7 separate regions of the Mus musculus genome follow, and all the other regions are linked to region 1. The links are chromatin contacts, called in public HiChIP or PLAC-seq and promoter capture Hi-C maps. All regions are on one chromosome and are shown on one strand. The core of a region is the stretch at or near the end of the contact, and the rest is flanking DNA. Distances in the headings are between cores, read along the strand shown. Region 1 holds the start of Nf2 (neurofibromin 2). Region 2 holds the start of Gal3st1 (galactose-3-O-sulfotransferase 1). Region 3 holds the start of Pes1 (pescadillo ribosomal biogenesis factor 1). Region 4 holds the start of Ube2d-ps (ubiquitin-conjugating enzyme E2D, pseudogene). Region 5 holds the start of Urgcp (upregulator of cell proliferation). Region 6 holds the start of Sec14l4 (SEC14-like lipid binding 4). Region 7 holds the start of Osbp2 (oxysterol binding protein 2).

Evidence for each region. Promoter capture Hi-C pulls out the DNA fragments that hold promoters and counts their contacts. HiChIP or PLAC-seq counts read pairs in DNA pulled down with a chosen protein or histone mark.
Region 2: a contact with region 1 is called in a promoter capture Hi-C map of liver, with 5 times the contacts expected there. The contact joins the promoter of Gal3st1 here to the promoter of Nf2 in region 1. A contact is called at or near these places in 2 of 39 promoter capture datasets (hippocampal neurons and liver).
Region 3: a promoter capture Hi-C map of pre-B cells shows a contact between it and region 1, with 5 times the contacts expected there. The contact joins the promoter of Pes1 here to the promoter of Nf2 in region 1. A contact is called at or near these places in 11 of 39 promoter capture datasets (the 3T3-L1 cell line, 3T3-L1-derived adipocytes, the C10 cell line and 6 more), 1 of 115 datasets of contacts at active chromatin or transcription factors (embryonic stem cells) and 1 of 9 other capture datasets (macrophages).
Region 4: a contact with region 1 is called in an H3K4me3 HiChIP or PLAC-seq map of bone marrow-derived macrophages, with 4 times the contacts expected there. The contact joins the promoter of Ube2d-ps here to the promoter of Nf2 in region 1. A contact is called at or near these places in 1 of 39 promoter capture datasets (liver) and 2 of 115 datasets of contacts at active chromatin or transcription factors (bone marrow-derived macrophages and microglia).
Region 5: an H3K4me3 HiChIP or PLAC-seq map of bone marrow-derived macrophages shows a contact between it and region 1, with 6 times the contacts expected there. The contact joins the promoter of Urgcp here to the promoter of Nf2 in region 1. A contact is called at or near these places in 1 of 484 Hi-C or Micro-C datasets (B cells) and 2 of 115 datasets of contacts at active chromatin or transcription factors (both in bone marrow-derived macrophages).
Region 6: a promoter capture Hi-C map of embryonic stem cells shows a contact between it and region 1, with 6 times the contacts expected there. The contact joins the promoter of Sec14l4 here to the promoter of Nf2 in region 1. A contact is called at or near these places in 5 of 39 promoter capture datasets (the 3T3-L1 cell line, the SN4741 cell line, embryonic stem cells and 2 more).
Region 7: a promoter capture Hi-C map of liver shows a contact between it and region 1, with 5 times the contacts expected there. The contact joins the promoter of Osbp2 here to the promoter of Nf2 in region 1. A contact is called at or near these places in 2 of 39 promoter capture datasets (cranial neural crest and liver).

What each region holds. Positions count from the first base shown.
Region 1 is chr11:4,848,003-4,851,251 of GRCm38.p6, reverse strand. Nf2 (neurofibromin 2) reads left to right here and starts at 1,708. Exons shown (of 17, transcript NM_001252250.1): 1 at 1,708-2,380. The coding sequence starts at 2,267.
Region 2 is chr11:3,982,359-3,985,393 of GRCm38.p6, reverse strand. Gal3st1 (galactose-3-O-sulfotransferase 1) reads right to left here and starts at 1,758. Exons shown (of 4, transcript NM_016922.3): 1 at 1,554-1,758; 2 at 236-453. Gm46265 (a long non-coding RNA gene) reads right to left here and starts at 229. Exons shown (of 2, transcript XR_001780153.1): 1 at 147-229; 2 at 1-87.
Region 3 is chr11:3,962,140-3,965,265 of GRCm38.p6, reverse strand. It overlaps Pes1 (pescadillo ribosomal biogenesis factor 1), which reads right to left and starts at 1,291. Exons shown (of 15, transcript NM_022889.3): 1 at 1,206-1,291. The coding sequence starts at 1,229.
Region 4 is chr11:5,760,650-5,763,807 of GRCm38.p6, reverse strand. Ube2d-ps (ubiquitin-conjugating enzyme E2D, pseudogene) reads right to left here and starts at 1,658. Exons shown (of 7, transcript NR_015577.1): 1 at 1,568-1,658. It also overlaps a transcript of Urgcp not described here.
Region 5 is chr11:5,739,407-5,742,660 of GRCm38.p6, reverse strand. Urgcp (upregulator of cell proliferation) reads left to right here and starts at 1,485. Exons shown (of 6, transcript NM_178623.3): 1 at 1,485-1,564. The coding sequence starts at 1,551.
Region 6 is chr11:4,030,145-4,033,559 of GRCm38.p6, reverse strand. It overlaps Sec14l4 (SEC14-like lipid binding 4), which reads right to left and starts at 1,778. Exons shown (of 12, transcript NM_146013.1): 1 at 1,661-1,778. The coding sequence starts at 1,714.
Region 7 is chr11:3,862,577-3,865,737 of GRCm38.p6, reverse strand. It overlaps Osbp2 (oxysterol binding protein 2), which reads left to right and starts at 1,835. Exons shown (of 14, transcript NM_152818.3): 1 at 1,835-2,505. The coding sequence starts at 1,871.

The sequences.
Region 1 (3,249 bases), core at 459-2,958:
CTCTGTATAGCCCTGGCTGTCCTGGAACTCACTTTGCAGTCCAGGCTGGCCTTGAACTCAGAAATCCTCCTGCCTCTGCCTCCAGAGTGCTGGGATTAAAGGCATGTGCCACCATGCCTGGCTCCAGGGCTATGGTTTTAAGAGAGGCTGAGGAAGAGGACATGCTCAGGGGTTCTAGGATACCCCAAATAACACAGGAAGACCCTGTCTCAAAAACAAACAAATAGACATACAAAGGTTGGAAAGGTGGTTTAGTGCCTAAGAGTAAATGTTGCTTTCGCAGAGGACCCAGGTTCAGTTTCCAACACCCATGCAGTAGCTAAGGACTGAATTACAGTTTCAGGGGCTTTGGAACCCTCTTTTGACATGTGTGCCAGGTATACATGCAATGCACATATGTGCTGTAAAACATTTATATACATAAGATAAAAAAAAAAAAACAAAACTGTGGTGCTTTGACTAAGAACGGTCCCATAAGCTTATATTTGAATGCTTGGTCACCAAGGAGTGGCCCTATTTGAAAGAATTAGAAGGCTTAGGAGGTGTGGTCTTGTGGAAGGAAGTCTATCATTAGGGGTGGTTTTTGAGGTTTCAAAAGCCCATGCCAAATGGTTGTCTTGCTTTCCAAGCCTGCAGATCAGGATATAGCCATCTCTCAGCTACTGCTCCAGTACCATGCATGCCACCATGCTCCCTACCATGCTGATAATGGACTAAACATCTGAAACTGTAAAGAAGAAAAAGTCCCCAATTAAATGTTTTCTTTGATACGAGTTGCTGTGGTCATGGTGTCTCTTCACAGCAGCAGTGCCTGGGGAATGTATCTTTAAAACAAGTAAAAACTCTACAAATCCCCAGAAAGTTGAAATTTTCCTAAGCATATTATACATTTGATGACGTTAAGCTACAAGTACTCCAAGTATGTAGCTTGGAAATTAAAACAAAACAAAACAAAAAAACCAAACAAAGGAACAGAGGGTAAAATGAAAATTCTTGCCGGGCAATAGTGGCGCACACCTTTAATCCTCAGCACTTGGGAGGCAGCAGCAGGCGAATTTCTGAGTTCGAGGCCAGCCTGGTCTACAGAGTGAGTTCCAGGACAGCCAAGGATACAGAGAGAAACCCTGTCTCGAAAAACTCAAAAAAAAAAAAAAAAAAAAAAAAATAAATAAAATTAGCTTTCTATATGTATTAAGCAAGTTTCAATTCCTCAACCACCTAGTAAGGTAAGGACTATCATGAATTCTGTGGTTATTCTAATTCTCTTAAAAAGAAGTTGAAGGATCTGGCAGGCAAGTCGGGGCAACTTAAGCGGCCTCACTTCGTGTTTTTAAAGTTTGAAAAATATTGAGTCAGCATATATAATTAAGTGTCAAAAAGGAATTTCGGCCGGATGTCCCAGATACGACTGAAGCTCTGGTAAGACGCTATAAATGGGATCTCTCACTGACTGCAACAGTACCTCGTGCGGTGCAGTCCCGGCCTCTACAGGTTTCCCGGGAAAGGCGCCGCCCGCTCCTTCTCAACCAGTCTTGCTAGAGTAGGAGTATACTTTAGGAACAAAAGCGCTCGGAGTGACCGCATCTACAGCCACTCAACGCCGAGAACAGACCGGCGGCCCTCGTTCAGTGCAACTTTCAATTGGTGGAGTAGGCCTCCAGGAGGCGGGACGAAGCGGAAGTCCCGCTTCCTTTGGCGTTCCTGCCAATCACAGTATCTTAGAGAAAAAAGTGTTAGGGTGAGTCGCTGAGTAGCGTAGTGGGAGTCCGGAGGGCGGGGCGGGGCGGGGATCCGGCAGGTCGCTGAGGTGGGGGTTGGTAGAGGACGCTTCCCGAGGGCGCGCGGAGCGGAGCTGGTGACAGACACGCACGCGCGTGTGCGCTCCCAACTACTGCGCGGCCCCGCGACCCTCGGGGGTCGCTGAGAGGCCCGGCGTCGGCGCCGCAGCCGTCTAGGATTTCTGTCCAAAGGCGTCCCTGGCGTCCCCAGCCCGAAGCTCCAAGCTCGGGGCTGCGCGTGCTTTTGCCGGCATCTCCCCCCGACCCCCCCGTCGTCAGAGACTGTCCCTTAACTCATCTTTCCGCACCCACAGCCGGGTCCTCGCGGCCCATGCTGGCCGCTGGGGACCCAGGCAGCCTAGGTCTGTCTCGGGCCGGCCAGCCGGCCACCATGGTGGCCCTGAGGCCTGTGCAGCTACTCCAGGGGGGCTAAGAGACCCAGAACGCGGGCCTAGGGGTGAGGGGATCCAAGGCCGGTACCTCGCGCCATGGCCGGAGCCATCGCTTCTCGCATGAGCTTCAGCTCACTCAAGAGGAAGCAGCCCAAGACATTCACGGTGCGGATCGTCACCATGGACGCCGAGATGGAGTTCAACTGCGAGGTAACCGGCCGCCGACCCCGACGGGCTGTGAGTGGAGAGCCGCGGAATCTCTGCCTGTCTGGTGGCAGCGACGCGGGTCCCTACCCATGGGGTGCCCTCGCTGTGGTGACAGTCGAAGTGCAAGCTTAAGGGATTCCGTATATATCATTATCTGGAACCGGAAGAGGCTTTCTAGGGCCAGATCACAAGTTAAAGCTAGTTGTTTGTTTGCTTGTTTGTTAAAGTGGGGTTCTTGGTTTTGGCATTTCCCGAAGGTTATTTTCATTCATTTGTTATTGGGAAACACTGGAATCTTCCGTAGAAACGAACCGGTGTGCAGTGTGTAGAACTCGCGCCTAAAACTCCAGGGAGTTTTTCGCTAGGTATTAACTGTGTACCCTAGGTCTTAAAAGTTACATCTAGTTATATTGGAAGCTCGTACTTTTCCCTGTTCCAAAATTTTCAGTTTCTGGAAAAAACTCTTTGAGGAAAGAGTGTCTTACATTTACTCTTTATAGTTTCTAACATGATGATAATAGCTATCATTTTGTTGAAGAGTGTGTATGTGAGTGAGTGTGTGTGTGTGTGTGTGTGTGTGTGTTTGTGTTTTCAGGGCCTTGTGTATGCTAGGCATGCACCCCATCACTGGGTTGTATCCACAACCCTGAACACTTGCTAAGTGTCAGACATTTACACATTTGACTCTCAAAAAACAAACAAACAAAAAAGCAAAGCAACAACAAAAAAGCCAGTCAGATAGGTCCTGTGCCACTGGAATATACTTGGTTTGCTTCCCTAGCCTATTGCTTTTAAAATCCTTGGAATCGCCAAAGTATTCGTTTTCTTTTTGTGTGTTAATGAGCTGGATGCTGTTGCCATGCTATAGTAGT
Region 2 (3,035 bases), core at 509-3,008, 870 kb after region 1:
CCCATGATTTATACACAACTTGCCTCAACTCGCATTCCACACCCAGTAAAATTGACAGAGTGCCCACAGAAAGACTGTGGGCCTAACCTCCCTGCCCACACCCAGTAAAATTGACAGAGTGCCCACAGAAAGACTGTGGGCCTAACCTCCCTATCCACACCCAGGGCAAGATGGGAGTGTCACAGAAAGGGTCTGACTGTGGGCCTAACCTCCCTGCCCTGGAGAGAGATCTCACCTGATGACTCCAGGTCTCCAGTCTGGTAACCTTTGGGGTACTTCTGCTCCATCCCGCTGTGTCTTCTCTAGTCATTCACATTTCATGGAGTCAAACCAAAGCAAGAAGCTTGCCCCAAGCCACTGAGGGGGCCTAGAGTCCCCCATTGCCATTGTCCTGTGAGTCACTGCTTTCCTGCAAGTGCTTGTTTGTTCTTCCTTGGAGCCCAGTGAGAGGCACTGTGAGTGACAGATTTATGAGAACTCAGCACAGAACCCAGGAAGCAAAAGAGATGCCCAGGAAGGCATCTTTCCTCCAGTTTGGGCAAGAGGACTTCTGGGTAGGGCTGGGATCCTGAGACAGGGACCAAAAAACAAAACAAAACAAAACAAAACAAAACAAACAAAAACGCACACTGTGGTTTGCAGTGAACTCAGCCATTTCCCAACGGTGTGACCTTCAGCAAGTCACTGACTCCTTGAGCCTCAGTATCTTCCCTCTAGATAAGTAGCAAGGAAGCCTGAAGGCACAGTGCAGATCAGCTCACCCCCTCCAGAGAGGAAGAGATTGAGTTCTGATCGGCTCTCCCTCCACACCCCTTTCCTCCTGAAGATTTCCAGGGCATCCTCACCCTCAGCCCAGTAACCTCTGGTGTCAGGTGTCAGTCCCTGCAGCCAGATGTGTGCCTGTCATCACAACCAGCTCAGGAAGGGGCGGGGCGGGGGGGGGTTAAAAAGAGAAGGCTCATGTTGGCCTCTCACTAAGGGAACAGACCAACCTGAGACCCCCTTATGGAGCACTGGTCCATGGCTCCGGAACCGTGTAGTTGTTGCATATAGGATCTTTCCTGTCCTAACTAGACAAGTCTGTCCTTGTCTCCTGGACTCACCTCCTTAGGGGCACACATATGAGAGGCCTTCCCCAAGCACAAGAGTCTGTCATTGCCCAAGGCCCCCCTCTCCCCGGTTTGTACTGTGACAGCCGCCTCTTCTGGGAACGCAGGTAAGGAGCGGGGAGATTCCTGCCTCCTTCTCCACTAGGGCCCAGGCCACAATGTCCAAGAGGATTAATTATTAACGAACTCACAGCACAACAGCTAACCTTCTGGAGCCCCACCCACCCCATTTTTAGGGACTCCGGGGGTCAGGGGAGGAGGGGCACCCAGAGCAGGGCAAGCAATCAGCCAGAGCCTGCAGGATACAGTGTTGGTGAAGCAGCTCTGCAGCATTTCTATATCCCTTGCTGGGCAAACACGATCCATCGATCCAGTAGGCAAGATGTTCAGGAAGTAGGCTGAGGCAGGGCACAGCCAGCGTGAGTACAAGACCTCCCGACATACCTTTGCCCTGTTCTCCTTGGGCTCCGGGTGGCAGGGGTCGGCCCCGGCCCCCGCCGCCGCCGTGGCGCTCACTGGGCGGCGGGGCGCACTCGCCGGGACCCGGCGCGCTGGCAGGCCTGGTCCATGCCCCCGCCCCGCCGCCGCAGCGGCTGCCGCACCCCGCTCTCAACACTCGCCAGGTGAGGCCAGCAGCCTGGCCCGGCCCCTGACGCCAGAGCCAATGGGCGCCACGGCCCCCTCCCCCCCCCCACCCCCTTCCCGTCCTCTCCCCTGCGCCGCCTGCCCAAGAGGCACAGAAGCTGTATTCAGCTCCCTGGGGCGCAATATTGCGCCCCCGCCTCCGGCCTAACAAGGACTATTTGTCTCCGATGGGCCAAGGGGTCCATTGTCCTACTGCCAGCCCAGAAGGGAATAGAGGGTGCCTGGGGCTTGGTGGTAGTGTTGGGGAAGGGAGCCTGGGCTCTGGAGAAAGGGGGCAGGACTAGTTGCCAGCCTTTTATGGACAGCACTGGAGCTCCTCAGAATCCAGTGGAACATAGGTCTTCCTAGCTCCCTCTGATGAGCCAGGAACACATTTGTGGTATCCAAGAAAAACAGGTGAAGAAGCGCCAGGATCCCTGGGCCGAGTCACTTACATGGTTCAGCTAACTTTCCTCTTGAGGATACCTCCTCTAGAGGTCTGGGCAAGTAAGTAGGGGCCTGTTTGAGTTCAGACTGTCCTTCATCCTAAAGGAAAACCAAGGATGGGAACTAATTTGGAATTAACCCCAGCTGTGGGCACTGCAGAACCAGCTGGCCATCGGGTGGCACATGGGCCACGTCAGAGTCCCACTACCCCCGACATTTCTAGGCAACCGTGGAATGGGGAAAATTCCACATCAGCCTGGCTGCCAGGCATTCTTCCATATCTAATGGGCTTGCTGCTCTTTGTCCTTGTGGGCCCTGAGTCACCTCCCAGGCTATAGGTTATGACTTTGAAACTCCTAACCCTTTGTTCCTGCCTCTTGAAACTGCCATGCCAGAACATGGCATCAGATAGAGCCCCCTCCCCCCATCCCACATATACAGTGAAGCCACCAGTTTGGGGGACCTTGGGGTCCACAAGCCAAAGCCTGCAAAACTCTTGCCTTCCTCTTCAGTTGAGGTGCAGCCATGGCAGCACAAAGTCCACATATGGGGCCAATACAAAACAGGTCTGTCAGGCTATCAGGTCCTTAGATTCAGGGAGGGCAAAGTCCAGCCTACCCTGTTTAGGGTATCACCGCCTCTGGGGAATGGCTATGGGAAAGATGTCCTGGGAAGGACTGAATGATCAGAACCCTGACCCTGTCATGATACATGGACAGTTCCAGGTAAGGACCATCATCAGAGGTACCTGGAGTGAGGGGACAGGTCCACAAAGGTCACAAGCTGAGATACCAGCAGTGACCTCACTTGGATGGAAAACTAGGCTATTGCTGCCCTTAGACCTCACGCTCACCT
Region 3 (3,126 bases), core at 42-2,541, 890 kb after region 1:
CATACCCACAGTCTCCTTACAGAAGCAAGAATAACTCAGATCAAGTCACTTACTTTCTTTGTCTTCTCCACTCAGAATAAGTTCCAGCCTCACATGATACGGCCCCAGCCTCACCTAGACAGCACCTCACTTATTTACATCTCACAGCCATGCTACTGTCTGTCCAAAACCCTGCACACCACCTGCCTCTCTTTCCTACTGGCCGTGGAATTCACTTCTGTTTTCTCTGCTAAGCACTTCTGAATGAAAAAAGAAAAACAGCAAGCTTTCACATTAATTATGATTAAGAAGCTTAAACTTGGGAAACAAGGTTGCATAGGAAGAAGAAACTGTCTCTAATCTGAGACAACAGAGCTAAAACTGCACTGACTTCTGCTTTTAACCTGCTCACCCTTTCCCCTTTTCTAAAGAAAAAAAAAAAAAAGGTCATTTTCTCCCTTGAGAATTGAGCACCACCAATATCACACGGATAGCAAGTTCCATCTGCTAAAGATAAAACTATCATAACCAGAGCCTGTAAAGGAACAAAAGGGTCATCCTAAAATATAAGATTGTGACAACGCCTAACCCCATATAAACCATCAAACACAGAGACGGCTAAGAGACGGCTGGAAGCTACAGCTGCACGCTGATATTAGTCTCTCCTTTCTCTGAGTGCCGAGAATTCTCTTAGGGGAAGGTTGGGGACCATCCACACTTCCCAACATTTTCATGCCCCAGACTAAAGTGTTCTTTAAGTACTGATTTCCACTAAAATGCTACGTCAGAAGAGGACCTACAAGACAACACTAATCGGATTAAGCGCCTGTTGATACTCTCCACTCTACTGCTCCTCCCTCCCTCCCTTTCTCAGGAGCGCACTTAAAAACCCTTAGCCACTTTATCTGAAGTTGACACTGGGAAAGCGGGGCCGCATCTGACTGCTTACTTCTCAATTCCCAGTACCTAGGACCGGGCCTGGCTCAATTAAGAAAGTCCCAAGTCTTGATAATGAATTCTACGTCCCGTTGGTCACTGATCACTCTTTTGGCGGCTCCGCCTGTCTCCACAACTCCTTCCACAGAAAGCCCGTCACAGTTCTTCCCGGCTTCCAGGGGCCTACGTGCAGAAGGTTCGCTCCGGCGGCCGTCTCAAGACTTCTCGGTCCCCAGAGGCCAGGGAAAGTGATAAAGCCGGAGCTCCGACCTCCGCTGGAACTCACTCACCTTCTTCTTCTCCAGACCTCCCATAGCTCCACGTTGAGAAATTCAAGGCAGCCAGAACACCAGAGCTACTTCCTCCCGCACGTGCCCTGCCTAGGGCCCTGAAGGACCCCACGCCGCCAGCTGAGGGCTGTCTGAAAATATGCCTGTACAAATCCAGAGAAAGTTGTGCTTTTGGCGACCTCGTTATTTACAACCAAATTCTCTAAAGCTCAACAATTGTGGTAGTTCTTTCAGTTCTTTTCTTAGTTACCAAAATCTATAGACAAGCTTTAAAGCAACATGGAAATTTAGGCAGTTTTATAAGCACCCTAGACACGGTTGTTTGAGCACGCGAGCCCCAGTGCATTTTGGGATACAGCAGGACTGAAGGGATGGGAGACAGACAGCCCGGAGCCTTCTGGGATTCAGAGAGCTCTGTAGTTTGGCCTCTAATCCAGAGATCCGCCTGCCTCTGCCTCCAGAGTACTGGGATTAAAGATGTGTGTCACCACGCCTGGCTGATGTTTTCTTTAAAAACCAAACCAACCAAACAAACAAACAAAAACAGAAATGCTCACTAAACCTAAAGCTACTAGTTTTTGTAATGCTAGGCCAGTGAGTTTAAGGGAGTTCAATTGTCATGGCAACGGTTGCTAGGCGTTGTAAACCCAGCTGACCAGATTTTGCCTTGTTGACCTTAGATTCAGCTGCACCTAGTTTGTTCAAGTTAGAATAAAATAGAGCAAAGGCCGACCTTTGACCTCCCACGGACACGGAGAGGGTCTAAGGAACTGCTTATATTTGGGGAATGAGTTGAGGCAGAAGGGACGGATCTCTGTGAGTCCGAGGCTAAGTTCCAGGACAGCGAGGGTATTGAGTGACGCACTGTCGAAACAAAACAAAAATGAAAAGAAAGAAAAATAATGGAAGGCATAGCATGATGGTGGTGCCTGTAATCCCAGCACACAGGAGTCTGAGGCTGGGAGAGCACAAGTTTCAGGCCAGCCTGTGCTAGAGATAGTGTTTCAAAACAACAAAACCAAGAAAACAAAACAGGACTGAGGAGATGGCCCAGTGGACAGAATTCCTGACATGCAAGCATAAGGATATGGAGTTCAGATCTGCAACACACACATAAAAGTTGTGCGCACATTTAAAACATATCATTCCATCTATAAAGATAATTTTTAAACTTATGAGATCTGATGATAGGTTTAAGTCAGTCTTAAAGGTGGTAATTTCATGTTTATAAAAAAGTTAAAATTTATGACTTTTTTATCAATTTCCTTTAAATTTTATTACTTTTACTTCAAAATGTTAAAAAAATTCTTGGTTTTCTGCTTAAAGTCATGTATAGCTGAAATGTAACTTTGAAAGATGAGTTTAATAAGAATGAACATTCTCTTTATCAGTATTTATAAGAGTGGTTTTGTATACTTGATACAGTAAGCATATTTATCTCTTTAAAAAAGAAACTGTGATTTCCATATGTTGAATATATATTTATACTAAAATAAAGTACCAAAATCCAAAAAAAAAAAAAAAGTTGTGTGCAGGCACTCGGAAGGCAGAGGCTGGTGAATCTCTGAGTTCTAGGCCAACCTGGTCCTCAGAGTGCGGTCCAGGACAGCCAGAGTCACAAAAGAAACCTTGTCTCAAGAAAACAAAACAAAAGTTGCAGTGGGGGCTGTAATACCAGATCTGGTAGGAGAGAGAAGGGAATCACTAATTTGGACATGGGATAATTGGATCCCTTAAGCTCACTTGCCAGTCAGCCTAGCATTACAAAAGTTAGCAGTTTTAGGTTTAGCAAGCACTTCTCTTTCTTTTAAAAAGGGGAAACATCAGCTAGGCGTGGTGGCAAACACCTTTATTCCCAGCACCCTGGAAACAGAGGCAGTAGGATCTCTGAGTCCAGGGCCAGACTAGTCTATAGAGTTAG
Region 4 (3,158 bases), core at 409-2,908, 910 kb before region 1:
TATTGGTATATTAAGTTGATAAGGGGTCAATCGACTTGGAGGGTCATTTGGGAAGAGGTAACCTCAACCCAGCAAATCCCTCCATCAGACTGTCCTGTAGACAAATGTCTGAGACATTTACTTGACTGATGTAGAAGAAAGAGCCCAGTCCACTGTGCACGGTGCCCTAACTGGCACATGGTCCTGGGGTATAGAATAAAGCAAACTGGCACACACCAGCAAGCAGCCCTGCTCCATGGCCTCTTCTTCAGTTTCTGCCTCCAGGTCTCTGCTTTGGCTTCCCTCTCCTCCCAAGCTGCTTCTGGTTATGGTGTTTATCACAGCGACAGAAATCTAATTGAGACACATAACCTGGATCCACTTGGTGGAAAGAATCATGCTAATGCTAAAAGTTAGGGTCATAGGGCTGGAGAGATGGCTCAGTGGTTAAGGGCATGAACTGCTCTTCCAGAGCTCCTGAGTATGATTCTTGGCACCTACACAGGGCACCTTACACCCACATATAAGTGAGCAAATCTTTTTTTTTTTTTTGGTTTTTCGAGACAGGGTTTCTCTGTATAGCCTTGGCTGTCCTCTGTAGATCAGGCTGTCCTCGAACTCCGTCTGCCTCTGCCTCCCAAGTGCTGGGATAAAAGGTATGCAACACCACGCCCGGCCCCAAATCCTTTAAAAAAGAGGTTATAAATACCATTTTGCAGTATAGAAAATCCCAACTAGGGTTGGTGAGATGGCTCAATGGGTAAGAGCACCCGACTGCTCTTCCGAAGGTCAGGAGTTCAAATCCCAGCAACCACATGGTGGCTCACAACCATCCGTAACGAGATCTGACTCCCTCTTCTGGAGTGTCTGAGGACAGCTACAGTGTACTTACATATAATAAATAAATAAATAAATAAATAAATAAATAAATCTTTAAAAAAATTCCAACTATTAATACTATGTGAAAACATGGATCATAAATTACAGTATAATGCAGGGTATGGTGGTGCACGCCCCTCGGCAACCAGAGGCAGGAGGATCTCTGTGAGTTTGAGGCTGGCCTTGTCTACATAGCGAGTTCTGGGTCTGCCAGGAGGCCGTGTCTCAAAAAACCAAACCAAACCAAACCAAAACGGAACAAAAAACAACTTAGAAATATAAAATAATTTTCTTTAGGAAAAGGACGAAAAGTGGATAGGCTAAAACGTTAACAAATGGTAAAGGGTGGATTGGTGGCTTCTTTTTCTGAGATGCAATTACCAGGCTCTAGGTTAATGGGCTAATACAAACCTACGGGATGAAATTCTCCCGCAGCTCAGCCTCTCGTGCTAGGCACCCTGGGAGACACCCCTCTGCTTCCCTAAACTCCGCCCAAAGCTGCGCGCGCACGTGACCCGGTCGCATGACTCCGCCCCCGCGAGTCGCCCGCCAGAGGCACTCAGCCACCTCCTAAGTCTGCGCCGACCGCGGCGGAACTCGCGCGGGGCAAGTGTCAGTGCGCCCTGCCGCACCTCAGCCGCGGGGTTCTATTCGCTGCGACAGCCCGCAGAGTGGACGGGCGGGAGGACCCCGTTTCCGCCACTCTTACCTTCTGGATCCGTTTTAGAGCCATGTTCCCGCTGCTCGTGCCCCACCGGCCCTGCGGGGCAGACTAAGACGGCCGCCTGGGCCGCAACGCTGCACGCCGGGAACGGCGCTCTACGCGTGCGCGCCGCGGTGCGCTGTGGGTAGCTAGTGCGCGCAGCAGTCCTGGGTCTGACCACGGAGTCGCGCACGGTCAGTTACTCGGCCACGGTCACGGCCCTGTGGCTCTGGTTTCTGCTAGGCGAGGGGCCTGGGCACCAGGACATGCCTGAAACCGCAGGTGCCACACGCTATGCTCTCTGCCCCTCCCTGGGCTCCTCCCCAGGCTGTCACTTAACTCCTGAGCTTAGTGGTTGTCAGCGCTGTAAGTATACATTCACTTTTATATGCTTTCTGGGCAGAAGTGTTACAGATATTTCTGAATACGCGTAGGTGCTGAGCACAGATGCATCTACATGTCTGGAGAGCTGCATTTTCAGTAGTACTTAGTTGGCTTCAATGCACTGCCGCTATTGAGACTCAGCCTGAAAGTGCACATCCCAAGCTAAACTCTGCTTCCCTTTCCCCAAGACATCGAACTGTTTAAGACCAAGTGTAAAGAACTTAGTGGTATGTCACAAAATCTGTGTAATAGATTGTAGCCAACATCTTGGAAATGAAATAGAATATGGCAAAATACATAATATCAGCGTGCCTCATACAGTAAAGAATCTGGACTCTCTATATAAATAATCATATATATTGTTTCCAGACAGATAAACCTAATAGGGTATGCTAGTGCAGTTGCTCTGGACCAAAGGTGTTCCAACACCAGACTGGGCTACATAGTGAGTTTGAGGCCAGCCTGGATTGCAGAGTAAGACCATGTCTTAAAAAAAAAAAAAAAGCCGGGCGTGGTGGCGCACACCTTTAATCCCAGCACTCAGGAGTCAGAGACAGGCGGATTCCTGAGTTCAAGGCCAGCCTGGTCTACAAAGTGAGTTCCAGGACAGCCAGAGCTATGCAGAGAAACCCTGTCTGGAAAAACCAAAAAAAGAAAGAAAGAAAGAAAGAAAGAAAGAAAGAAAGAAAGAGAGAAAGATCCCCAAAGGAAAATCTAAAACTAGAGGAGCTGAGGAGATAGTAGATAGGAGTGCTTGTGGTGCAAGCATGGGGCCCTGAGATCATTAGTACCCACAGAAAAGGTGAGGTTGGCTACTCATGTCTCTAACCCCAGCACTGGGTAGCCGGCATGACAGGATCCCTGGAGCTACCTTAGCATAGATAGTGAGATTCCAGTTCAGTGAGAGACCTTGCACCAAAAGCAGTAAGGCACAAAGAGTAGCATTTACTCTGTCATATATCTGGCATTCTACTCTGGCCTCTGTCATGTTCCTGCACATACGCATACAAACCCTGCCCAAAACAAAAACAATGAATCGAACACTTAAATGGTTTCCCAGCCAGATTCCTATATGCCATTCACCTATTCTCCTAGTTTATCCTAAACACATGTCATGAACTGTCCTCTAAACTATAAGCCTTACCAAGCTCCACCCTCTTCCAAAACTCCACAAGGAAGATCTGTGGCCTGTGGGAATACATTCAGGGCTCTC
Region 5 (3,254 bases), core at 236-2,735, 890 kb before region 1:
CTGGATTCAAGTACTGAAAGAGAACCTGTACTAAAGGAGTATTCATTTATTTAGCCCTCAGAGAAGAAGAGAATGAGGAGTGGTGGCCCTGGAGAGCTCCTGTCTTATCTGGGCAACTGTAGCTAGTAAGTAGGCAGAGCCCAGTTTCCAGCCTAGGTGTTCTGGTCGATGGGCAAATTGTTCAATTATCTCTTCGGTGCTTTATAATCTCTTTGGTGTTTAATATTCTTTTTTTTTAAGATTTATTTATTTTATTATCTGTAAATACACTGTAGCTGTCTTCAGACACTCCAGGAGAGGGCGTCAGATCTCATTACCGATGGTTGGGCGCCACCATGTGGTTGCTGGGATTTGAACTCAGGACCTCTGGAAGAGCATTCAGTGCTCTCAACCACTGAGCCATCTCTCCAGCCCGGTGTTTAATATTCTTAGTGGTGAAGAGAATACTATCTCAATGTTGGGCCCTGCCCCGCATGGTGGTGCACACTTTTAATCTCAGCACTCTGGAGAAAAAGCAGGCAGGTGGAACTCCATGAATTCAAGGCCATCCTGGTCTACACAGCAAGCTCTTGGCAGGACAGTGTTAAACAGAGAACCTGTCTCAATGAAAATAAAGAAAAAGAACTTGAAGGTAGGAAGGTGGGGAGGAGCTGGGAAGGGAAATTATAGTGACACATAGTTTGTATTTTTTTTCTCATTTTCTCAACAGTTCATTACTACCGTTTGATTTGATTTTACTGGTTATGAGTTCTGAAATGACATGATTGGACTAATGCTTTTATGTCACAGAAAGGAAAATGCACTGTATGAAAAAAATAAATTGAAAAAACAACTTAATGTGATAACACAAAAATGCCACCAGCAGTGGTTTGCACTGCATAGTCCAGAGTTTGTTTCTTTAAATTAGGTATTTTCTCTTAAAAGATATAATTTGTCTTTGAAACTAATTTAGCAGGGGCTGGAACCAAGCCTCAAAATTTTACATGCCTAAATATTCATAGCTTGTAGGTGATTCTGGGAAACCCCACTGCACAAGTTCTAAACTTTTTATTTCTATGTAATACAAGATAAGGCTTAATATACACACTTAAAAAAAAAGTGGGAAACCAGCTCAGAGGCCAACATTACTCCACCCCGCTGCGAACTAGTAGCAGGAGAGATGTTGTTTTCCTTTAGAACAGCAACACTGTACACCCCAGAGGTAGAGGAAAGTGCGTTTCTTACAGAAATTAACATCAGAATGCGGGGACTAGAGGGTGGTGTCCAGCAGTCTGGCAGCTGTCAGTGGCCCCAGGGCAGGTCTGGCTCCGCAGGTGAGTTCCAGCCTCCGGGCAGCGGGCCGGCCTGGCCGGTGGCTGCCGTAGGTAGTGCTCTGGGCCCAGGGCGTCCTCTCCCTCGCCCCAGGCGCCCGCCTGCCCTCCACTGAGCTCAGCCCACGGCGCCCGACGCCCTAACGGAGCGGGCGGGGGCGGCCTACAGGCCCCTCCCCGGCGCCCGGCGGCAGCCGCGCAAGCAGCGGAGGAGGCGGGAGCGCCCAGGCCGCTGCGCTCATGGCGTCGCCGGGGTGAGTGAGGCGCTCCGGGTGTGCGGGGGGCGCCTGTTGGGCGAGGGGCGGGCGGAACTGTGCGTGTCCACCACCCGGCGCCCCCTTGGCCTCGGCCGGACCCCGGCTGACTCTGTCCCGCCAGGTGCCTGTCCACGACCCGCGGCCTCCCCCGCCGACCTTGGGCGGTCGTAGCCGGGCCAGGGTCTCCCGGCAGGGCCGCGGGCAGGACCAGCCAGGACAGCGGCCGGTCAGGGCCGGAGAAACGGGTTCTGGAGAGGGGCAGCAAGGAAGCTGCGGGAGGGGACTCGGGGTCCTAGGGCTCGGCTGAGGCCGCAGAGCGGCTTAGCAGGCCTGACGTGTGTTTCTGGCGTTTAGACTTGCTTGCGTTGGAAGTTGATGCTTGGGTTCACAGTCATTAGGGGACATCCCCAGGCTGTCCCACGTCAGGGCAAGTGGGGCTCAGCTGGACTGGACCCTTGTCCAGAGTGAAAAAGCGGATTCGGGATCTAAGACTGCCTGTGTTGGGGTGGGGGTGGGGGTGCTTCTGTGGGATGGCTACACTTGTTCTGGTATTACCTCTTTCCTAGTGCTCGTTCTCTCTCCCAAATAGTGTTCTTAGGAAATTATATAGTGACACATAGTTTGTATTTTTTTCTCATTTTCTCAACAGTTCATTACTACCGTTTGATTTGATTTTACTGGTTATGAGATCTGAAATGACATGATTGGACTAATGCTTTTATGTCACAGAAAGGAAAATGGGTCTCAAGGTCATCGCTATAGGTGGTAAACATCTTTTTGACTGTACGCCATCATTCAGAGGGTCTCAGACCCAGTAGTACTGGTAGCAGCCCACGCTGTGTATCATTGCAGTTAGAAGACTTACAGGTGCAGGAGGACTTCTGGGGGAAGCATGTAGAAGTTAGCTCTCCCACAAAGGCAGACTTCACTATGCTAGGGAGTGATTTGGCTCGGTACAGTGGTCTGAATGAAGGTGAATGAAGCAATCTGAACTTGATCCAGGCCTGCAGGCGCCAGTCAGATCATGGGCAATTTCCACCTGCCTAATGCCTTTCTAGGCTCGAGGGCAAGCAGGCACTTCTGAGACCAGGCCTTTTTCAATGCCAGCTGGGTATCCAGTACTTTGAGCTCATAAGGAGAATAAACTGTGATCCATCCTGGGCAGGCCAGGCTTTGGACCCAGAGGGCCAAGGTCCCTCTACATTCTTGCCCAGCCTCATAGGAAAGTGTAAGGCAGTGTTTGAGCCTGTGGCAGCTGCCATTAGGCTTGTAAGACAGCTTAGTACATTTTGTGTCTAAACACACTGCTTTGTAGACAGGGGTTGGAGGAGGATCTCCTAGGATTAATAATTCTGTGTGCCTGGACCCACAGAATTATGGTATTGTCTGATAACAGAATAGTGTAATGCCTGAACCATGGTCTGTATATATAGGTGGTATTAATATTTGCGATTCTAGTTGTGAGTGATCCAATTAATTTGTAATATTAATAGTAATCTGTAATTTCCTAAGGGGTGTCTATTAACAAAACTGAGGTCACAAAACTTTTAGTATACTCCATTTAAGGAGAAATCTATGCTTACTTTGATATGCATACACTACTATATTAGGTGTTTTAGAGAGCAAATATAGATCAATACATGGCAGAAATGGAAGGAGCTGTTCTGGGGAGGGGTGTCTCTACATT
Region 6 (3,415 bases), core at 529-3,028, 820 kb after region 1:
CCGACACCACCTGAGTTGGCATGGTCTCTTCTCTGGGATTATCACTGTGCAGCTGTGCATTTAACAACGTCTCCTTGGGCTGCAGAGATGGCTCAGCGGTTAAGAGAACTGACTGCTCTTCCAGAGGTCCTGAGTTTAATCCCCAGCAACCACGTGGTGGCTCACAACCATCTGTAATGGGATCTGATGCCCAATTCTGACATGCAGATAAAGTGCTCCTATACACAAATAAATAAATCTACAAACAAACAAACAAACAAACAGACCCCCCCCCCCAAAAAAAAAACAACTTCTCCTCTTTGGCCTTTTTGTTTTTTGGTAAATTCATAGCCGCCCCTCTCTGCCATTCCGTGTGATGTTCTCGGGTGCACACAAGCGGTAGGTTTGAAGCCTGGCTCCCAGCAGGCAAAGGGAGGATTCACACCAGAAAGCAGCTGCATCCTCAGGAGCCAAAGGAAATTTTGTCAGGGGTGGGGGTTGGAGGGTGTGAAAGGGGCCAGTGCCCTGTAAAAAACAAAGCTATACCTATCCTCCCCTCCAGGTGACTTCTAACTCAGCCTGGAGAGAAGCCACCTTACAGTGCCACACTGAAGACTGTGTGTCTGAAGTGTGACCACAGTGGCCCACCCTAGCTCAGGAGGACTCTGGAAGGAAGTGATCCGGGGCAAGGCAGTACAGAGCTCTGGGCCGTCCTTAGCCTCCCCCTCCTTCCTCCTTTCTCTTCCTATATGTTTTAACATAGCAAGCATTTGTTACTTTTAGTTAGTGGAGAAAGTAGGAGTGGCTGGTGGGGTTCTCTATCATAGTCCACTCCCAGAGACCATGTTTCCAGTTCCAAAAGAACTCAGGAGGCACCGGGTGCCTTCTGAGACCATCAGCCCTGGGAGTCTCATCAGAGGGTCCTTCCTGTTCCACTAAGGACCCCTTAATGGCTGAATCTCCAGGTCCCCTCCTTCACCCAGGATTCTCATGTCTCCCTGTAAGGTTCTTCCGCATGGGAGACACTACAAAACAAGCCGTTCATCTCTTGTTCCTTGAGACAGTGTCACTAAATTCAGGCTGGCCTTGAACCCACAATCTTCTGGTCTTTGTCTCGCAAGGCTTGGGATTCCAGACTTAAACACCTTCAGTACCTGTCACAATTCTTAAGCTTCCCCTTCAAACGAGGTTGAATGAGAACCTGGATGGGACTCCCCTTCCTCATAGCCTTTCCCTTCTCCAGGTACAGCCTGCAGGAGGCTCTCAAAAATCAGACCCCTAGCCCCTCTATTTCTCTGTCATAATTAAAAGTAAACAAGTAAGTCTGATAGGGAGAAGACTGGGAACCCGAGCAACAGAAACCAAACCAAACACTGTTGCAATCTGGCAGGGATCTCCTAATCTGCCTGGCAGAAGTCACTGGCCTGGGAACAGAGGCCAGGGATGGGTGGTGGGAGCTGTGCTGGAAGGCTAAACTTGCAAACACACACACGCACACGCACACACGCGCACGCACACACACCGGCAGTTGCTCAGAGGTAGAGAGAGGTCCTAGCCCAGGTGTGCGCGGGAGGCGCTGGCTTCGCCAACCAGTCCCTGCATAAAGCTGTAGCCAATGCGGGCCGCTTGGGTTCTGCTTGGCTCCCGTGCCTTCCCTCCCGCCTCACCCCTCACCCCTTACCCTGGCCAGAGCCTCCTGCTGCTGCGGGCTCAGGTCCCCGACTTGTCCTCTCATGGTGCTCTCTGCTAGGCCTCAGCTGCTGCCACCTTCACAGGGCTTTACTTAGCAGGTCTGCTGCTGATCCCGCCCCAAGGGAGGCCCGCCCCAAGGGAGAATCCCTGTTCCTGCCCCGCCCTACCCAGTGCTCCCCTGTTTTTGTTTTTCTTTTGTTTTGTCTGCCCCAGGTCATCAAGCCTACCTTAAGGGGACAGAGAGGTGACCAGATCTCAAGAGGTGTCCTGAGAGTCTGAGGTAGCAAGTGGCCCTCACCTCCAGGTCTTCACGCGCTTTCAGGGGGTGGGACTGTAGGTGTGTGGGGAGTGGGTGTTAAGAAAGTGCTCACCTAAGGACAGGTACGTGGAGCACACACTTCCGGAGCCAAGTGGGAGTTGAAAATGTCACCACTTCTGAGTCCTTTTGCCCAAGGAGAGCCCAGCCCCCCTCCCCCGACCTTGAACACAGGCTGCGCTCCACAAATGTTTGCTGGCCAGGAGAGCCCTTATTTGCCAAATGGCTCCAGACCTCTAGAAGTTAGGAGGGATTAGGTAAGACCATGTCTCCTGTGTTAGCAGAATGCCTGGCACGGCACACACAGTTTCAACACTCTATGAAGGCCGTCAGCTCAGGCGGGAACTACAGGATGGCCCAGGGGTGAGCCTCTGGGAGGTAGAGGGTGGGAGGCAGCCACACTGAGTAGGCTGACCTCTCTGGGTAGGATGAGAAAACACAGGCTGCCTTGGCATGAATTTTCTGCAAAGCAGGTGGCACCTGAGCAGGGAGGAGATAGTGAAACAGGCCACTGACACCTTTCCCCTCTGTCGTCCCATGGATCAAATTAAGTTTTAGGTAGGGGGTGACCAAGCAAGGGCTCACTGTCCTTTGGACTATTGTCTGTTGGAGATGTGGTTGGTCAGGAACAAGTATGGCCTGTGCTAGGTAGAAACGGCAAATCAGATTTCAATGACTTAGCACCAGAAACAGTAACTATTTTATTCAGTTTTCCTACTGATACATGTATGTTCATATTATAACTTCAGATATTCTGAAATATACAAAATACACTTTTAAAAAAAGACAGGGTTCTTACGTAGGCCAAGATGTTTCAGACTCACTGTGTAACCACGGAGAATCTTGAACTCTTGATCTTTCGGCTTCCACCTCCCCAGTGAAGGGATTACAGGCAGGGGCCATCAAGTCTGGTATTCTGGGTAATTTTATATAAACTTGACACAAGCTAAAGTTATCAGAAAGGAGGGAGCACCTTTGAGAAAGCCTCCATCAGATTAGGCTACTGGCAAATCTATAGAACATTTTCTTTTTCTTTTTTTCTTTTTTTGAGACAGGGTTTCTCTGTGTAGCCCTGGCTGTCCTAGAACTCACTTTGTAGACCAGGCTGGCCTCAAACTCAGAAATCTGCCTGCCTCTGCCTCCCGAGTGCTGGGATTAAAGGCATTACCACCATGCCCGGCAGGACATTTTCTTAATTAGTGATCGATGAAGGGATGGCCCACCCCCTTGTAGGTGGTGACAGCCCTGGGCTGGTGGTCCTGGGCTCTATAAGAAAGCAGGCTGAGCAATCCAGAGCAAGTGAGCAGTCAGCAGCATCCGCCCATGGCCTCTGCACCAGCTCCTGCCTCCAGGCTCCTGCCCTGTGTGAGTTTCTGTCCTGACTTCCTTGAACAGCAGTGTGGAAGTGTAAGCTGAATAAACCCTTTC
Region 7 (3,161 bases), core at 586-3,085, 990 kb after region 1:
GATAAAACATGTTAACACAGTAGTCCTGAATGACTCTTTGCTTCTGACTATGACAAGATCTTCCAGATAAGTTCATCTATTCTTTCCTCCTTTTATTTATTTATTTTTTAAATGTGCATGGCTGTTTTGCCTTCCCATAGATGCCCATACACCACATTTGTGCCTGTAGAGGCCATAAAAGGGCATTGGCTCCCTGGGACTGGAGTTGTAGATGGTGTGAGCTGCAGTGTGAGTTCTGGGACCTGAATCCCAGGTCCTTAGCAAGACTGGCCATCGCTCCTGCTCCGGGTGGCTCTGTCTATCTTGTGCATTTCCTGCTCCAGACTTGGAGTTGACATTTCTTTGGGAAAGATCAGAGATTTTAAAGTTTTTCTTTTTTTTTGTCCAGAATATTAAGAGTGAAAGCTCTGGGCCAGGTATAATGGCTCACGTCTGTAATCCCAGAACTCTGGTTCTAAGAAACAAACATTTCCAGATGGAGACCAGCCTGGACTACATATAAAGACTCTGTTTCAACACACTTTATTTTAAAAGATTTATTTATTTTATCTTATGTTTATGAGTATACTGTAGCTATACAGATGATTGTGAGCCTTCATGTGGTTTCTGTTCTGGGAATTGAATTCAGGACCTCTGTTCACTCAGGCACAAAGATTTATTTATTGTTATATGTAAGTACACTCTAGCTGTCTTCAGACACACCAGAGGAGGGCATCAGATCTCACTACAGATGGTTGTGAGCCACCATATGGTTGCTGGGAATTGAACTCAGGACCTTTGGAAGAGCAGTCAGTGCTCTTACCCACTGAGCCATCTCACCTCCTTCCCCCCCCCCCCCACTTTAAAAATGAAAATAAATTTCCCTTGTTTCTAGAAGCTTTGGTTTCTCTAGGATAAAGGGCATTCCTTGTGGTGGGGTGTGGGGCAGCTGTTCTGTGTCCTGCCCTCCTCTTGACAAAACACTGAGCTATTAGCTATTTGCCAGACAAGCTGTTCTCCCTGGTTTGGGTCTTTGTACACAGCGGTTTCTCCTTGAAGGTCTTTCTTGTTTCTCTAACTCTGTAGACCTTGTCTCTTCTGTGACTCTTGCCCAAATTTGGTAGAACTAATGACAGGCCTGTCATCTTAGGTAGCTTGGCAATTTGTTTCAGGAGTCGAAACATCTCGTTAAGAATTTATTAGTTAGCTTCCTTCCCTGAGGGCTGCACACACATCTGACACGTGCATGCACAGTGGCTGCTTCCCAAGCTTGTCAACCTTGCTCTCATCTCCTGCTCTGGTCGCTGACAAAATGTACCACAGAACTCTCTAGTTAATAACTCAATGATGCTCTCGGAGCATCTACTCTGCCAAATGTGCCTCATATGCACCATCTTATTACAGCCTTTGAAGGAGGTATTATCTTCATTGTATAGATGAGCCAACAGAAGTTTGTGGAGTGGCTACAGTTCCCACAACTAGGGAGAGGGCCTAGGCTGGATTTCCTCAGGTCGGACTCCCAGGGTTTGAGATTTGCTGTCCACGACCCACCCATTGCTCAGAGTTGCGTGGCGAGCGCACCGCGTGGCTTTCATTCACCATTGTTCTCCCAGCGCCTGGCACAGGAGGGACAGCAGCCTGAAGCGTGAAGTGCCTTCCACGTCGTCTGCCTAACTCTTGGCCCACGGGGTTCCTTCCACCTTAGCCAGAGCGGCGGAGGGACCCACGCGCACCCGATCTCTGTCGCTCACGTGAGGGCTCCACCCATCCCGTCCACTCCTCCACCAACCCCGCCCGGCTCCGCCCCGCCACTCCCTCCGAACAGGCCCCACCCACTCCCGCCCCGCCCCGCCCCCACTCCGCGCTCCGCCGAGCTCGGGTCCACAGCTCTATGGGGAAAGCGGCCGCTCTGAGCCGAGGCGGCGGCTGCGCTGGCCGCTCCCGCGGGCTCTCGTCGCTGTTCACGGTTGTGCCCTGCTTGTCCTGCCACACGGCGGCGCCGGGCATGAACTCATCCGCGTTCGGCTCAGGACCAGCGTCAAAGCCTCAGCTCCAGCCTGTGCAGGCACCAGAGCGGGAGTTGCTGTCGAAACAGGTGTGCCAGCCAATTTCTGAGCCGGCGTCGAGATCCGAACCTGGGTCCCAGACGACGTCTGTGCCAAGGCCTTCAGGGGTTGGGCAGGAATCGGAACTACAGGGCTTGTGGCCGGGGTCAGAGAACGGCACAAGGTCTGTGTCCATCATCAAAGCTTCGCCAGAGCTGGCAATGCCGTCCCCGCTGCAGTCAACAGTAGGGAGTTTGCCCGTCACCAAACCCGAGTCCAAGCTGGTGCCAAAGACCCAGTCTTTTCTGCGACAAGGACAGGCGAAGATTTCTGTCGGGACTCCGGTGTCAGGGATTGGTGTCCAAATGGTCTCACCACCTCTGGACAGCTACAAGGGTTGGCTCCTCAAGTGGACTAACTACCTGAAGGGCTACCAGCGCCGTTGGTTCGTGCTCGGCAATGGCCTGCTGTCCTACTACAGGTACGGAAGTACCGAGGTAGGACATCTGTGGTTGGAGGGTGGTGGTGGCCGGCCTCGACTGTGGGGTGGGTGTCACCATAACCCTTCTGAGATGTTTGCATGAACTTCTGTAGAAGTAATGCCTGTCAACTGCCAAGGGAAGACGTGACCTGTGGACATGGCCTCTGGCAAGCTTGAGTTTAAAAGGATGAGTGGGGAGATGGGTGGAGTAGGTCTTTTGTTCCCCTCCTGTTTTTGGTGGTCATGGAACCAGGGGCTGCGTCTGGTTCACTGTGTTCATGGAGGGAGGCAGCTAGTGAACCCCTCTCTTGGGAAGGACTGTGGGTCCCACCTCCCGTGGTTACTTCATTTGTTTCCTACCTTTGCTGACACCTGCTGGTGGCCAGGCCTTGGGCTGGGACTCGCTGACCCACAGATAGAGCAGACATAGTGTGTACCCCCTGGGACCCCAAGTTGACATTTTGCAGCAGATAATGCTTTCCTGTTCCCTTGCTTATTCCAGAAGTAGCTTGGGTTTCGGAGCTGCAGTAGAGACAGAGCTGGCACGACCTCCTGCTAAAGCTGGACTTCCTTCCCTTTCTCACTAGCTGTTTCCTGGGATTGCAAGCTTTGAGATCTCAGGCCGCTCTAGATGAGAGCTTCTCAAACTAAGTGGG